Linked DNA regions of Zea mays: region 1 is linked to region 2. Evidence: chromatin contacts called from public Hi-C data. All regions are on one chromosome and are shown on one strand. Each heading gives the region's core, a stretch centred on a gene start, on an enhancer-like site or on the middle of the called end of the contact. The rest is flanking DNA. Distances are from core to core; before and after follow the strand shown. Region 1 holds the start of LOC541991 (glutathione transferase 6). Region 2 has its middle 24 kb from the start of LOC109940914.

Region 1 (3,077 bases), core at 343-2,842, 42 kb after region 2:
TAAACGAGGCTTTATTTAAGCTAGATTATATAATTTATAGGATAAACAAATAGAGCCTCACTCCAAAAAATACGACGGTGACGCTTGCAAGCACCGATGTGCTAATAAATAATTGGACCTAAGTAGAGATAGCAATGGCCCCATCCACGATTCCTCAGGAAATTCCTTCATCATGGGATAGAGATGTAAACCGGAAATTTCTCCCCTTCGACGGATAAACGGGAACGAGAAAGCATTCCTCATCCCTATTCTCCACGAAGACCCGTTAAACTGGCATATAACGATATTTTCGTGTACTAGTTAATGATAAAAATAAATAATTATCTTACCAAGAGATCACTTATCGTACAAATGTGTTCATTTTGTACACATAGTGATTTCTTATATCTACAATATATATAAGTGACAATGTTTTGTATTGATAATAAATATAATTTAAGTGAGAATGAGGATCACACTGTTGGAGATTTATTCTTATGGAGAACGGAGATGGTGAATAAATGTCTCTCGTAAGCATTCGTAGGGATCTTCGCCAAAAAAAAAATTCGTGGCGCACTTACACTCGTAGTAAAGCAGCGATCTTTCGCACAGGATATATGTTTATTGTTCCGAAACATTGCTGAAGTGGCAAGGCACCTATAGTTGTTGCACCAATTTTCCAACTAACTAGCACTAGTGTACCTAATAAAAGTTAGAAAGGTGACTGCTTTACAGCTTATTTTGTCATATTCCTAAATTTAAATCATTTCCAAGCAATTGTGGGCCTGGTGGTCCATTTTAGTCCTTAAATTTTATGTATATATTCAAATGTATGTATGCTAATAAATCTCTCTATATATAACACATATATATACTAAATATTGTATTGTATGAATATATTAAAATGCTAAAACGGTTAATATTTTAGGACGGAATAATTATTTAGTAATGGATCTAACGATGGATTTACCACCCTAGTTAGATTTTCGATCGATAGAAACCGAAGCAAGAATCTTTTTTTTTTTGTGAGAAAATCATCTTACAAGACAACTGAAAGGAGACAAGAGACATGCATGCGTATAGAAACCGACAAGCAGGAAGCAGTCACCTTCTTGTCGATGTAATCGGCCCAGAAACGCGCCTGCGCGCGGGCGTAGGGGTCGTCCTTGGGGAGGAGCGGCGCGACGTCCGGCCAGGCCTCGTCGATGTACTGGAGGATGACGAGCGACTCGCAGACGGGCCTGCCGGCGTGGAGCAGGACGGGGATCTTCTTGTGGATGGGGTTGGAGCGGAGGAGCAGCTCGCCCTTGTCCAGGAGGTCCTGCTCGCGGTACTCGTAGGCCACGCCCTTCTCCGCCAGCGCGATCCGGCAGCGCTGCCCGAAGGGGCTCACCCAGAAGTCCAGCAGCACGACCTCCGCCGCCGCCGCCATTGCCACCAGCTGCTCGGTCGATCGGCCTCGAAGCGACGTGGCTGGTAGGGCGAAGGCGTTGGAAATGCCGAAATGGATTAGAGGGTTTGGTTGATCCTTTTCGCCTGAAGTGAAGAGGGAGATTTATGGAGGCAGGCGATCGTGCCGAGGGTTTGTTCGGCCGGCCACCTGTGGTCATCAGTGACGACAGCTACTTTGGTTTTTGGTATACTACAGTCTCGACCGAGAAGGGTCCTTTATTTTGATCTCGTTACCTACTGCGACCACTTTTGTGAAGGGTATTATTCTGATTTGAATACCCAAACTTATTAGACATTTTTGGACCAAATTTAGTCAAATTCTGTGCACATTCTGGGCTCAAAATTTAGTATCAGTTACACAGCAGACAGCACTTCACTAATGAACTACTTTCTCAAGAATAAATATGAGAGCATACCATTTGATTATAATGGTAAGGGCAAGGTAAAGGGACTTGAAAAGATTCCAATGTCTAGTAGCATGAGTATATACAATCCGGGGCGTCTGTTGGACACTACATGTGTAGCTGTGTTAGCATCATGCACAGTCCCGGGCTATCTGGCCCCAGCAATTCGAAGAGTGGCACTGTGGCGGCACACCCTCTACGGTGCGTCCTGCCACGGTCTTTGTGGCAACATGGACAATACTCACCATGGTCTGTCATGTCTCGGGTCGTCCACTCTGTATGCCACTATGTCTAACCGTCTGGTCATCCATGACGTACGATACAACTTCCCAGGTCTCCTGTGGTGGTAGATCCAACGACGAGAACCATAACGCGAAATCCAAACTGGGTGGAAGCATGCAGACGGATTGTGAAGCAGAGGATGGAGGGAACGGGGCGTGTGCGTGCAACCAGATCGGGAGGGAAGGTTGGAGGGGACAGGGCGGGGGCGTGTTGTTGGATCGCCAGCAGATGGAGTGGTGGCGAGAAAGAAGCTAACCGGTGAAATTTCCCGTGAAGAGCGCAATCCCCTGTTTGTTTCAGCTTTTTGCAGCTTCTGGCCACTAAAAGCTGTTGCGGACTGTCAAACGCTCAGCTTTTCAGCCAGCTTCTATACAATTCGTTTGGGCAAAAACCATTCAAAATCAACGTAAACACATAATCGGTTGAGTCATTGCAATAGTAGGAATCCGTCACAGCCAGATTATCTTCCTCCGCACGTAATCCTAATGATACTCAGATTCTCTATACAGCTAGATTCTCCTCACAGCCAGATTTTCAGAAAAGTTGGTCAGAAAAAAGCTCAACCAAATATGCTATTATTTATCGCGTCGACCAGGCCAAGGCCAGACTCAACAGGCCTGGTGGAGGAGGAGGGAAGAGAGAGGAGGAGGACAGGATAGCCATGTCAAGTTCGTCGCCACTTCCCCTCCCCTGTCTCATGTAGCCCTAGATCCTCATTGTGCGCACAGTTTCTCGATAGGAGTACTCGAGTCGGCTTGAAACCTAGCGCTCACCAAGATTTCGAGTGATTGGTACCTTGGGAGGTCGCAGGGACCCGATTTCTCATGCAACCTGAGAGGGGGCGTCGGTCGGGCTCCTTTTTACCCCTCTCCCCCATGGTGGAGGGGTGATGTTCAGTAGCGAATTCAGCTCGTGTTCATTACACAACCTAAAAGCTCCAATCAAATGAAAGTCCAGGCA
Region 2 (2,811 bases), core at 158-2,657:
AAATACTACATGTGCATGCAACCATATCGATATCTTGATCTAACAGTCTTATGCCTATACTCCTTTTTCTCTATTTTTGTGGTACTTTTAGGCCGTCTCTATCAGCTATCCTATATCATCATATATTTCAAACTTCACTATATAAATGTTATAATTCATGGCATAAATCCACCATTCTACATGGTCCGCCGCGCACAACATTTTGGCTATAGGATGACTAATAATGGAGATGCCCTGCCGGCAAAGAATTGTACGCGTGGGCGTAGTAGTGTGCGCGGTCCGTGCTGAAGCGGGTTCAAACACGTCATGTGAATTAGGCTTTCGGTTTGGGTGCATGAATACACGATGCATGCATGCATGCGCGCGTAGGCGTACGGCGTCTCTCTGCGCACTGTGCGTCGTACGGACAGCCGTACACCGTTATTACTAGTTGTGCCAGAAAACACTTGCAGAGTCGCCAAACTTGGCTCGTCGTCTGGTAGTCTAGTGTCTCGTACAACATCACCGTTGAGTTCTGCAGCGGGCGGCCGTACGTGTTTGGGTTTATTTGGCGTGCAACCGTTACCATTCATGTATTTTCTCGTGACATGCATGGTGTGCGTGCGGTGATGCGAAAGCAGCAGCAGCAGGCCAAAGGGGGTGGCTGTGCGTGCGGCAACAGTTGCTGACAGCAGAAGCGACGGCATGATCGACGTTCAGTCAGTGCATGTACGTACGAGCGTGGTGTGTCCGTGTGCGTGGAGGGCCCCGTGTGTGTTTGTGCCTGTGCCTGTGCATGAGCATGAGCGTGGCGCCCAACACAGCATCGCATGAGGGATCTGCTCGGCTCTGCTCTTCGCCAACACTACAGGCAACAGTCGAACAGGCAGGCCTGGCCGCCGGTGGGCGGTGGGTTGGGTTGCATTGCATCGGCCTCTCACTTTCTTTCTTTCCTTTCTGATATGATCGATCATATACACCATCTCGCTGCTGCCCTTTTTTTTTTCGCACTGCCTGTAGCGTCACATGCATCGATCCCTGCCGCCATCTTAGGCTATGCATATGGTCGCGTAAGAACACTATTTTCTACGGTAGACTATACTGTTTACGGTGCACTTCCTCCGTTTCGTTTTAGTTGTCGCTGGATAGTGTAAAATTAAACTATCCAGCGACAACTAAAAAAACGAAGAGAATAATAAGATAGAAGATGTGATGAGTAATCTGCTAGAGACAACCTTAGAGACTTTGCAAGCCTCCAACTCCATCCAGTACAATCGCACACAAAGCCTCCCCATGCATGCAGTTGGCCATGACCATGAGCTCTAATAATTTCCTGACGAAGGAACAGTGATGGTGTTTGGGTGATGCAGCTGCAGACAAGGGAGACGTTACGTGTACTATCTAGGGGCTGAAAGAGATGCGCGCGCGTGCGGCCCAGTCCGGCCGGCGTGGCCCATTCTAGCCTACACGGATGAGCTAGCAATCGTGTGGTATTGCATTGGATCCGAATATCCGATCCAATCAAATCCCCCGACACACTGCTAATTGCCTTCTTTGTTTTCTTCCTATGATCCAATCAATCAATCATTTTCTAACAGTTTGGTAAACACATCGATCGACCACACATTTTTTTTTTGAAAGGGAGTGACAAAAGACTTACCGCTCCAATATATTAGAAGGGGAATAAACTTACATAACACCTCACAAAAAAAATATATGCGCTTAGTCGCAAAAATCGAGATCACAAAATACCTACAACATATATAGGACACTAAGCTGTTAGTGTTACAAATAATCTAACAGTTTTAGCAAACACATTTACGATGCGGTTTCTTTTAGCAAAGACCAAAAAAAAGAAGAAAGAAAGAAAAAAAACTTCCGACAACTCCTTATCTTGAGTCGAAACTGATGAGGCCACGGAAAATTGTTGTCCCCGCGTGGAAAAGTACGTACGTGGACTTTAGTCTTTATTTTTTTTTTTGACAGAATCAGTAGGGGATGCCCCTGCTGAAGAATTTTATTAAGTAAGCGAAACAAAAACGTTAAGACAAGGTCTTTTTACAAACGTTAAGAAGTAAATAAAAGGGAACACTACTCCTATGCCTGCCACAGGCTCAGCCAATTCGGGATAGAGGTGTCAAATTTCCCCCGCGCTCTGTGCATGATCAATCGCAGCTCTTTGCTGAATTCCTGCGTACAACGGTGCACCGAAGGGTCTTTGTTTGAAAACAACCACTCGTTTCGACTTTTCCAGATGCTCCAAGTCATGAGAATAATAATCTCCATAGAGAAGGGGACGTTAAGCTGGTGGTTAAGGTTCGCAGCTGCCACCTCAGGGTTAGAGATTCTGGGCGGAGTAATGCCAATTGAGTTCCAGCAAGCTTTCGCGAAATTGCATCTGAGAAACAGGTGATAGAGAGTCTCCTCTCTTTGCCAAAGACAGTTTTCACAAGAATAGGAATCCAGTTCCATGTTTCTCCTTCTCAGCATATCTCTGGTGTTTAGCCTATTCTTGAGCCACAGCCAATAGAAGACTCTATGTTTAGGCTGACATTTGCTTTTCCATAAAAGTCTGTAAATAGAGTGAATCTGCGTCTGTCCCATAAAAAATCTGTAAGCTTTTTGAGAAGAGAATTTGTCAGATCCCCAAATGTATCGCCAACGATCATGGGCGTCACTGAGGACAATTTGCCCCCAAGTCCCCTTCAGCACCAGAAACTGATCATACGCTTGTTCAGAGATAGGCAAATGAAAGAAACCATCAAACTGCTCCTGCTCCTTGGCCTCTTTCACAGTCGGTTTTGTGTTTTTGGCAAAGGAGAAAAGCTCAGG

What was found. Hi-C and Micro-C count contacts between places; a contact is called where the count stands out from the background.
Region 1: a Hi-C map of tassel shows a contact between it and region 2, with 5 times the contacts expected there. The contact joins the promoter of LOC541991 here to the enhancer-like site in region 2. A contact is called at or near these places in 8 of 25 Hi-C or Micro-C datasets (ear, endosperm, leaf and 3 more).

The regions. Positions count from the first base shown.
Region 1 is chr7:5,739,896-5,742,972 of Zm-B73-REFERENCE-NAM-5.0, forward strand. LOC541991 (glutathione transferase 6) reads right to left here and starts at 1,593. Exons shown (of 2, transcript NM_001153314.1): 1 at 1,088-1,593. The coding sequence starts at 1,411. It also overlaps the pseudogene LOC109940828.
Region 2 is chr7:5,698,249-5,701,059 of Zm-B73-REFERENCE-NAM-5.0, forward strand. No RefSeq gene overlaps it. Among protein-coding and RNA genes, the nearest start is that of LOC109940914, 24 kb to the left of the region's middle. Within about 2 kb of position 1,408, at least 19 of the 20 cell types and tissues checked have an H3K27ac peak or open chromatin away from gene starts, as enhancers often do. A contact at or near this core is called in ear, endosperm, leaf and 2 more, where this site is marked.